Regions from separate parts of the Mus musculus genome. Here region 1 is linked to region 2. The links are chromatin contacts, called in public HiChIP or PLAC-seq maps. All regions are on one chromosome and are shown on one strand. Each heading gives the region's core, a stretch centred on a gene start, on an enhancer-like site or on the middle of the called end of the contact. The rest is flanking DNA. Distances are from core to core; before and after follow the strand shown.

What was found. HiChIP or PLAC-seq counts read pairs in DNA pulled down with a chosen protein or histone mark.
Region 1: an H3K27ac HiChIP or PLAC-seq map of embryonic stem cells shows a contact between it and region 2, with 7 times the contacts expected there. The contact joins the promoter of Usp45 here to the enhancer-like site in region 2. A contact is called at or near these places in 4 of 39 promoter capture datasets (the 3T3-L1 cell line, embryonic stem cells, liver and 1 more), 4 of 115 datasets of contacts at active chromatin or transcription factors (astrocytes, embryonic stem cells and stem cell-derived neural progenitor cells) and 2 of 9 other capture datasets (adipose tissue and liver).

What each region holds. Positions count from the first base shown.
Region 1 is chr4:21,773,574-21,777,796 of GRCm38.p6, reverse strand. Usp45 (ubiquitin specific petidase 45) reads right to left here and starts at 1,527. Exons shown (of 18, transcript NM_152825.2): 1 at 1,480-1,527.
Region 2 is chr4:20,021,194-20,025,496 of GRCm38.p6, reverse strand. Ttpa (tocopherol (alpha) transfer protein) reads right to left here. Exons shown (of 5, transcript NM_015767.4): 3 at 4,112-4,303; 4 at 1,602-1,712. Among named protein-coding and RNA genes, the nearest start is that of Ttpa, 15 kb to the right of the region's middle. Within about 2 kb of position 1,371, at least 1 of the 459 cell types and tissues checked has an H3K27ac peak or open chromatin away from gene starts, as enhancers often do. A contact at or near this core is called in embryonic stem cells, where this site is marked.

The DNA of each region.
Region 1 (4,223 bases), core at 278-2,777, 1.8 Mb before region 2:
CACAAGCCATAATGTGGCAATACCATGTAACCTTCTCCTACAAATGCCACTTAAGGCAGAACAAGCAAGCAAACAACATTAAAATCCAACTACTGGACTTTCAAAGGCTTTCCATTATCAAAATTGTGTCTGGAAACCTCCAAGTCTCTCCTGGCACTGAGGAGTCAAGAGGACTGACTCACAGGATTCAGCACATGGTTGTATATTTCATGGTACATTCTATGAACACTCAACCCGACTAGACTGGAAAAGGGTACTTTGCCCATAACTTCCATAAAGTCTCTCTCTTCAGGTGGGTAAGACAAGGACTAAGCAGCAACATGAATCTGGGTTCAGGGGAACCCATTAGAGACTTGGAGCACAGAAACTGTATGGTAACTGGTCATTTTGGCATGAAACATAATGCTGAGTATAGAACAATTACTACTACATCAGAACATGCCCAAACTCCAAGTTTTAAGATGCCAAACAAGGGCCAATGTTGCAGGCAGAGCCATCAAAGGACAGAAGTTTCAGGCCTGACTTCACCACAAACATGTTCTGGCTTTTTCTTTCTTTCTTTTTTTTTTTTTTTTTTGAGGTTTTGCAAACATCAAACGTTACAGCTTTCTTTTAAAACATAAATCTATTGATGTATTTTATATGTATGGCTGTGCACGTGTTTAGTGTTTCGATTTGCATTAGTGAGGTCAGAGTAGCTTCTCTCTTTCACCTCGTGGGTCCAGGAGATTGAACCATCAGGTTTGGCGACCTGCTGAGACGTCAACTTCAGCTTTTAATTTAAATATTATCTAGCACTTGCGTTACCTCTAACAAAGGATGTACGGCTAACGCAATTAATATCACACTTTTCAACTGGCTACAAGCTTCCCTTGTCAAATTGGTTTTTGTTTTGATTTTTTTTTAAGTTTTGGGCTGCTATTCTCCAGCGTGAGAAGAGGAAATGCAAACATCTTCCTTTTAGATACCCGGGCTCAAAACACTCAATTCTATGAACCTCTTACAAGCACTTTGAGATACGTCACTATCATCATCCTTAATTTACACTTGGAACTGGATAGAGGTAAAGTGACTTGCAGAAGTCCGGGAGCCGGACGTGGGCTCAGGTATAGGATCGACCCCTAACCTAATATTTGGCGTCGCCAAAAAGCTGTGTCTAGGCTCTTCGTCAGGCCATGAATGCACCCCAAGTTAGCAGAGCGGGATGTGCTGCGAGGGGAGACCCCGAGGGGACAAGCGGACGCTGCATGCCCGGGTCACCAAAAAGACGAGACTCGGCCTGGCTCCCTCCCCGACCCCGGCTCTTCCCCCCTGCCGCCAGCACTCGGCCCGGGAGGCCGCCTGGTGCCTTTGTGAATCTGGACGCGAGGGTAGGCTAGGAAACCTCTCTTTCTAGGCTGGTTGACGTACAGGAAGGTCTCGTCGCCCAAGCGAAGACACAGTGGTTACAGTGACCCCAAAGCCTGGGCCCCAACTCACCCCGCCCGCCGGGCCGCAGCTTCCACACGCAGGAGCTTCTGCGCCTGTGCAGAGGGGAACCCGGAGAAGGCGGGGCTTGGCGTCCTGGGCGGGGGCGAGGGCGGGGTCTGGTGTTCTGGGTGGGCCGAAGGCGGGACTTTGAGTCCAGACCCAGATCTGGGTTTTCCTTTGGCGGCTTGGAGGTTGGAGCATGGTGGAGGAGTGTAGATGGGATGAGGGGATGGCGCCCTGCAGCCAACTGATTACAGTGCCAGCCACGGGGCCTGGATGCAGGCGCTGGCTTTAGTGAGCTGCGTCCCACTTGCTGGGTGCCTTTTAAGACAGCTTCCCTTGTTCCATCACCCAACTCGGAACCTAAAGTCGCATCTGAGATTCACTCTATATGATTTTAACGTTTTATTTCACGTGGTTCTCACTTCTGAACTAGATTGTACATCACACCTGTAATTCTGCTCAATCCGATCATCTGTTACAACAATGTACACCTTGCTTTTGAGTAAAAACAGTTGGTTTGAAATTTTGTTGTGGGGCTGGAGAGATGACTCAGTGGTTAAGAACACTGACTACTCATCCTGAGATCCTCAGTTCAATTCCCAGCAACCACATGGTGTCTCAGAACCATCTGTAATGGGATCCGATACCCTCTTCCTGTTACAAAAAATAAAAAAATTTAAAAAACAAAAAATAATTTCTTGCAAGCACTAGTTGATGAGCCACAGTCTTTCACAAGGGACAAGTTGTGACCTAATGGATCGTGTGCTGGGGTTGGAGTTTAAAAGAGTTCAGTTAAGAACCAAAAGCTGACTGGGTTTGTTGTTGTGGTTTGTTGTTTCCACTTTTTTTTTTTTTTTTAACTTAAAAATCTAATTCATTTCCATGGGGAAACTTGGCAAAGGAGAGAACTCTTCCTTTATGTTGTTTATAGGAACCATTCATTAGACAAATGCAGTGGAATACAAGCATGCTGGTCAAGATACTAGGTATGGGGTACATAATTGTCTTTTAGAAGGTCATTTTCTTCCAGGGAAAAAAAGAAATGCTGCATCTGTAAGAACAGTTTGGGTTATGATATAATTCCAAAGTCTATATACAAATTTCAAATTTGTCTGTATAAATATCAAGTTTCATATGTTAGTATTGAATTTGAAATAGACTATGTAAAAGATGCAAAAATTTGCATCCTAAATTGTGTCAGGTTTTTGTTTTTTGTTTTTTTCTGGTTTTTCTTTCTTTTTTTTTTTATTAGATCTTTTCTTTATATATATTTCAAATTTCAAATGCTATCCGGAAAGTTCCCTATACCCCCCACCCCGCCCTGCTCCTCTACCCACCCACTCCCACTTCTTGGCCCTGGCATACCATTGTACTGGGGCATATAAAGTTTGCAATACCAAGGGGCCTCTATTCCCAGTGATGGCCGACTAGGTCATCTTCTGCTACATATGCAGCTAGAGACATGAGCTCTGGGGGTACTGTTTAGTTGATATTGTTGTTCCACCTATAGGGTTGCAGACCCCTTCAGCTCCTTTGGTGCTTTCTCTAGCTTCTCCACTGGGGCCCCTGTGTTCCTTCTTATAGATGACTGTGGGTTTCTCTGTATAGCCCTGGCTGTCTTGGAACTCACTCTGTAGACCAGGCTGGCCTCAAACGCAGAAATCCACCTGCCTCTGCCTCCTAAGTGCAGGGATTAAAGGCATGCACCACCATTGCCCAGCCTAAATTGTGTCAGAAATAGGTCTTTTTAAAAAGTATATATTAAAACTCATGGAAAAAATAACAGAAGAAAAGAAATTTTTTTTTAATTTTTAAAAATAGAAAACAAAAGACTCAACTTACAGTTAAAGGAAAAAGGGCAGAATTTTAAAATTAAAATTTAGATTCTCTTAATAAAAAGAAATTCAAGAATTCATCAATTAATCCCTCAATATTTAAGTTTGTCTTAGAATTGAGTCCTGTGGCTACCATGATATCTAACAGATATGCCCTTAGACTGATCAAAATCTTTAGAGACTGAAACCCCCATTCAAACTTGGAGGTTTGCAGAAAAATGAATGGAACTAGAGATCATGTTAAGTATCAAACAAAAAAAAAAGACAAATAAAATGTTATTCTCATTTCATTTCTATTACTGCGGTAAAATGCCACAGCAACAAGCAATCTCTGAGGAAGCAAGTCCGTCATATTGGGAAGTCAAAGAAGCAGGAACTCAAGACTATAATTATCATACTATAAGAAATAGCAAATATAAATCCTTTGTTTCAAATACTATAAAACTTGTGTTTAAGATACACAATTCACATCTTTTTACCCTATGCCCTTGAAAAACTATATTCAAATCTTTTTAAAAACTGTTTTCAGATGTGGTGTGGCTCAGCCCTTAGCACACATCTTTAATCCCTCTGAGTAGAATACAGACATCCCCTTAGTAAAATTGGTTTGTAGACGGAAGCACCCATGTTTGAAAGTGATGGCTAGAAAAGAGGCAAACAAAGAGCTGACTCAGAGAAAGATTCTACAGAATAGAATATGCCCAACTCTTATGGAAATAGAGAGAAAAAGAGAGGCTACTTAAGAGAGACCCGTGAAGATAGAGAAAAGGGAAGGAGGCATTTTTATGTTTTACTGAGAGAGTTTCACTGAGACAGGTTTCAGAGAGAGAACAAACTAGACATGGGTGAAGACAGAAAGAGCCAGAGAACGAGGAGGAGTCAGAAAGTTAGAACATATTGCCAAAGTCAGAATGA
Region 2 (4,303 bases), core at 122-2,621:
AAAAGGGGAGATGAGAAAATACATTAGATACATGCTTGGAATTATCAAAGAATAAAGAAAGAAATTTAATGAAAATAAAGAGAAAGAAATGCCAACTGGCTCACTTAATGTGTCAAGATTGTCTCTAGGGTCATAATAGTCTGACCAGGAGTAAAATGTTATGCTTTCTTAAGATGGAAGAATAATTTCTAAACTTCCAAGTATCTCATTATAATCACTGCAATCACTACTTATATTTTTGAGGCCGAAATGGCAAAATTCCTCCAAAACTATTTGCAGTGGGCAAATGGTGTTCAGCTGTGCCTGCCACAGTTGCTCAGAAAGCCAAGATGGGAGCATCCCTTGAACCTAGAGACCACAGACAACATGGGTGATGAAACAGCACCCTAAGGGAAAGCTGTAAATGTATGTGTTCCTCTACAGACTAATGCAGGGAAGCAGCTGCTGCTCTCGAGAGCAAGTTATTGTCAGCCTTTCAAAAGTTCTAAACAACAAAATGTGAACTAAAAAATTCTACATGAGCTGGGTGGTGGCGGCACATACCTTTAATCTCAACACTCAGGAGGGAGAGACATGCAGGTCTCTGTGAGTTTGAGGCCAGCATGGTCTACAGAGAGAGTTCCAGGACAGCCAGGACTACCCAGAGAAACCGGAGAAAAGAAAAGACAAGAAAGGCGAGGGGGAGGGAGTAGGGAGGGGAGGGGGAGAAGGAAGAGAGAAGAGAAGAGAAGAGAGGAGAGGAGGGGAGGGGAGGGGAGGGGAGGGGAGGGGAGGGGAGAGAAGAGAAGAGAAGAGAAGAGAAGAAGAGAGCTCTACATGAAATGAAGCTCAACAGGAGAGGTTAGTGAACATCAATTCCTTTGCATCACCTGTAAAACAATAAATCACATACCCCAGATGTGATGTGTTTCAGTTACATGGGCTTAATAGCTAAGACAGTCTGTGTTCTTATTTGTATAATTTACACATCTAGGTAAGTTAGAAATCAAAACAAGTTTAAAAACAAACAACACAGACATTGGTATAAACTCTGCCCTCACCTACCATCACTGGATCATTTGTCCATCACCCACGCTTCTGTGTATACTGACAAAATACATTATTGTAAAACTATAGTTGTATGTTCTGATTCTCCCTTTTTCACAGAAAAAGCATGCCATCAACACTGATCTGCACTGGCATGAATTTCTCCTCTAAAACATACCCTCCAGTCCTGTGTGGATTTGTCACAGTTTTTCCACCCCCCCCCCCACAGTGAATGCTTGGAGGTTTTAATGATTGTCAGTATATGTGCCTTTGTTGCTATACAGCTTTATCTGTTTTATAACTTCCAGAAACTGCTGACATAGTTTGTCATGGCTATTACTATACTGCCCTCTAGAGGGACCATACTTTACTCTCCAGTGATACCTGAGAGTCCGGTTTCCCAAGAGTCTCCCAGCCAGTAATGATAGATATTTCAAAAGTAAAGGTAAATTTTAATTTATAAGAGTAGTATTTGCAATATTGGTCCAATGGTTTAGTGCAAGGAACATGGGAATATAGTAAAAAATCCTTAAATGGAAAGAGGTAAGATGTAATCACGAATATATTTTACTCACCCGGTCCTTAATCTTTTCAGTCAGAAATGGTTTAATCATGGAGAAGACAGCATGGAAAATGACTGGCTCATTTATCAAATGGATCCCACGAACTTTCAGTGGAAAGGAATCCTTTCGAAAGGAAAGGATAATAAAAACCTTAATAACGCAACATAAATACAGCAGTTACATTGCTAAAGGCAAGTCTCTTGTGGAACACATTATAAAGTTCTGGTACGAGTCTGAAAGATGGCTCCATGGGCATCGTACTTGATGCACAAGCATGAAGACCTGAGTTCAGACCACAAGTAGCCATGCACAGCCATCATGTCTGTGTCTGTCCCCAGAGCAAAGGAACAAAGGAGCAGAGGCAGGCAGATCCCCACTCTACCCAGCCAAGTACGAATGGTGAGCTCTAGGTTCATTCAGTTCAAGGCCCTGTTTCAAAATATAAGATGGAGAACCATAAAAGACACCACACATTAACCTCTGTCCTCCAATGCATTTTGGTGAATACTCATGTGTGCGTATACTCAGCAGAATCTAAAGTGACTTAATTTTCAAAATGATTTATTCCATCAACACAAAAACCTGGTTTATATATCATCAGTGCACTCAGAAAAGATCTATAGAAAGCTTGTCCCCACTCCCCCTTAGATTAGGCTGAGTATTTTAAGAGCCTTTCAGAAAAACAAAATCCACTCTAGTCACACATAAAGTGTCTCCTAAGTAAACAATGACAATTGGGGACATATTGATCTAGTATATTTTTTTAAAAATATATATTTTTAGAGAAAAAAATTAAACATCCCTGAAAATTAAAAGAACATAACAACAGGCACACACTTTTTAAACATTGACATCGGTATATATCTTTATATCTTTAGTATCAAAGTCCTAAAAGGTTGAGACCTAAAAGAAAAATAGATTCATCAATAGTTTTCTTATCCAAAAGTTCAATCACTACTGTTAATGACACTGTTAGTGACACTACTGTTAATGACACTACTGTTAATGACACTGTTAATGACACTACTGGTAATCAAGACGTTTTCTTCCTCTTTCATGAAGAATTTCCCATCTTGCAATTTAGAAATGTATTATTAATTTCTTTTTACAGATTCTATGTATAATTTTATTTAAACTTAATTGCCAACACACTCTGCAATCCTCTTGTATCCTGCTCTCTCCTATTGTTGCAATATGATTTGTGGGGAGCATTGTGAGTTCTAACATTGTTGAGCTGGTCCATCAAATGATGTGGCATCATTTACGTGATCACTTCCCTTTCTCCGCACAAGCTGTATCTAATTTTCTTGTATTAGACACCATGCTGCAGGCACTGTAGAACAAGGGAGGTGACTGTAGAACAGCTTTTACCTTCAGCTGACCTAAACTTGGATCCTTCAATCATTTCTGACTCTAAACTGTTCGCCAACACCTAGGATTACCATTTGAAAGACAAATGGCAAACACTTTTGAAAGACTTAGGAAAGTAGCTAAGGCAAAGTAAGCTATTACCATTACAATGCACAAAGTTCAGACTCTATTCAGGATTACCCTTTGTCTAGGTCCCAGAGGTAAAATTACTATATTAATGGCTATTCTCCCCAACACCTGCCCCCCCACCCCCACTCCTAGGGTTTCTCTGTGTAGCCCTGGCTGTCCTGGAACTCACTTTGTAGACCAGGCTGGCCTGGAACTCAGAAATCCGCCTGCCTCTGCCTCCCGAGTGCTGGGATTAAAGGCATGCACCACCACCGCCTGGCTGATTATGACTATTTTTAAAGACTCTGAGATTTGGAAAGATGGCTCAGTCAGTCATTTGCTTGCTTTGCAAACACTTGTACTTGGGATTGATCCTCAAATTCATTAGGTGGAGGGAGTTAAGCAGGTTGGTATATGCTTATAATCCTAGCACTGGGGTGGTGAAGACAGGCTGCTAGGATTCATTGGGGCCAGCAGAGCTTAACCAGTGAAGGCCAATGACAGATTGTGTCTCAAAATAGAGCAAATGGTACTTCAGGAATGGCCCCTAAGGTTGTCCTCTGCCTTCCATACATACATTTACACATGTGTAGCTACACACACAAGAACAAAGTTACATACAAAGACTAGACTTCTGAAGAAAAGAATATCAATTTATAGCTGGCAAGACATGTGACATCTTATTGTATAATTTTATTTATGAATATTTTTGAGTCAGTTTTAGTGTTACTGTTGTTATCTTATGTAGCGACTGGCTTCCTGATCTTCCTGCTTGCTCAAGACAAAGCCTGAGATTACACATGTGTTCTACCATGCCTGGCTTGACAAAAATAAAACAAAATCACTTTGTTATTGAAATGTATAATTTCTGGTTATTTTATGTTGAATATACTTAGTTTTTAAAGTTTTCTACATTTTTAATGTAATTATATTTACTGTTAATACTTTTCAAATATGTATCTATCATTTCTAATGTTTCTAGAGGTGAATAAAACCAGACACTATTATATAGTTATCACTTAACAGTTGAGATGTATACTCACTGTAAGTACAGCAGCAATCTTCTTGGCTACAGATGGGGTAATTTGGAAAGCATGAGAAACCTGCCAGCCTTCCAGGTCAAATATAGCTTTAACTCCATTGCGTTGAGTTTCCACCTCCTGTACAATGAGCTCTGATGTGATCAGACTTACACGAAATACATCATAAGCTGTAAAAACTTTTGGGTCCCAGTA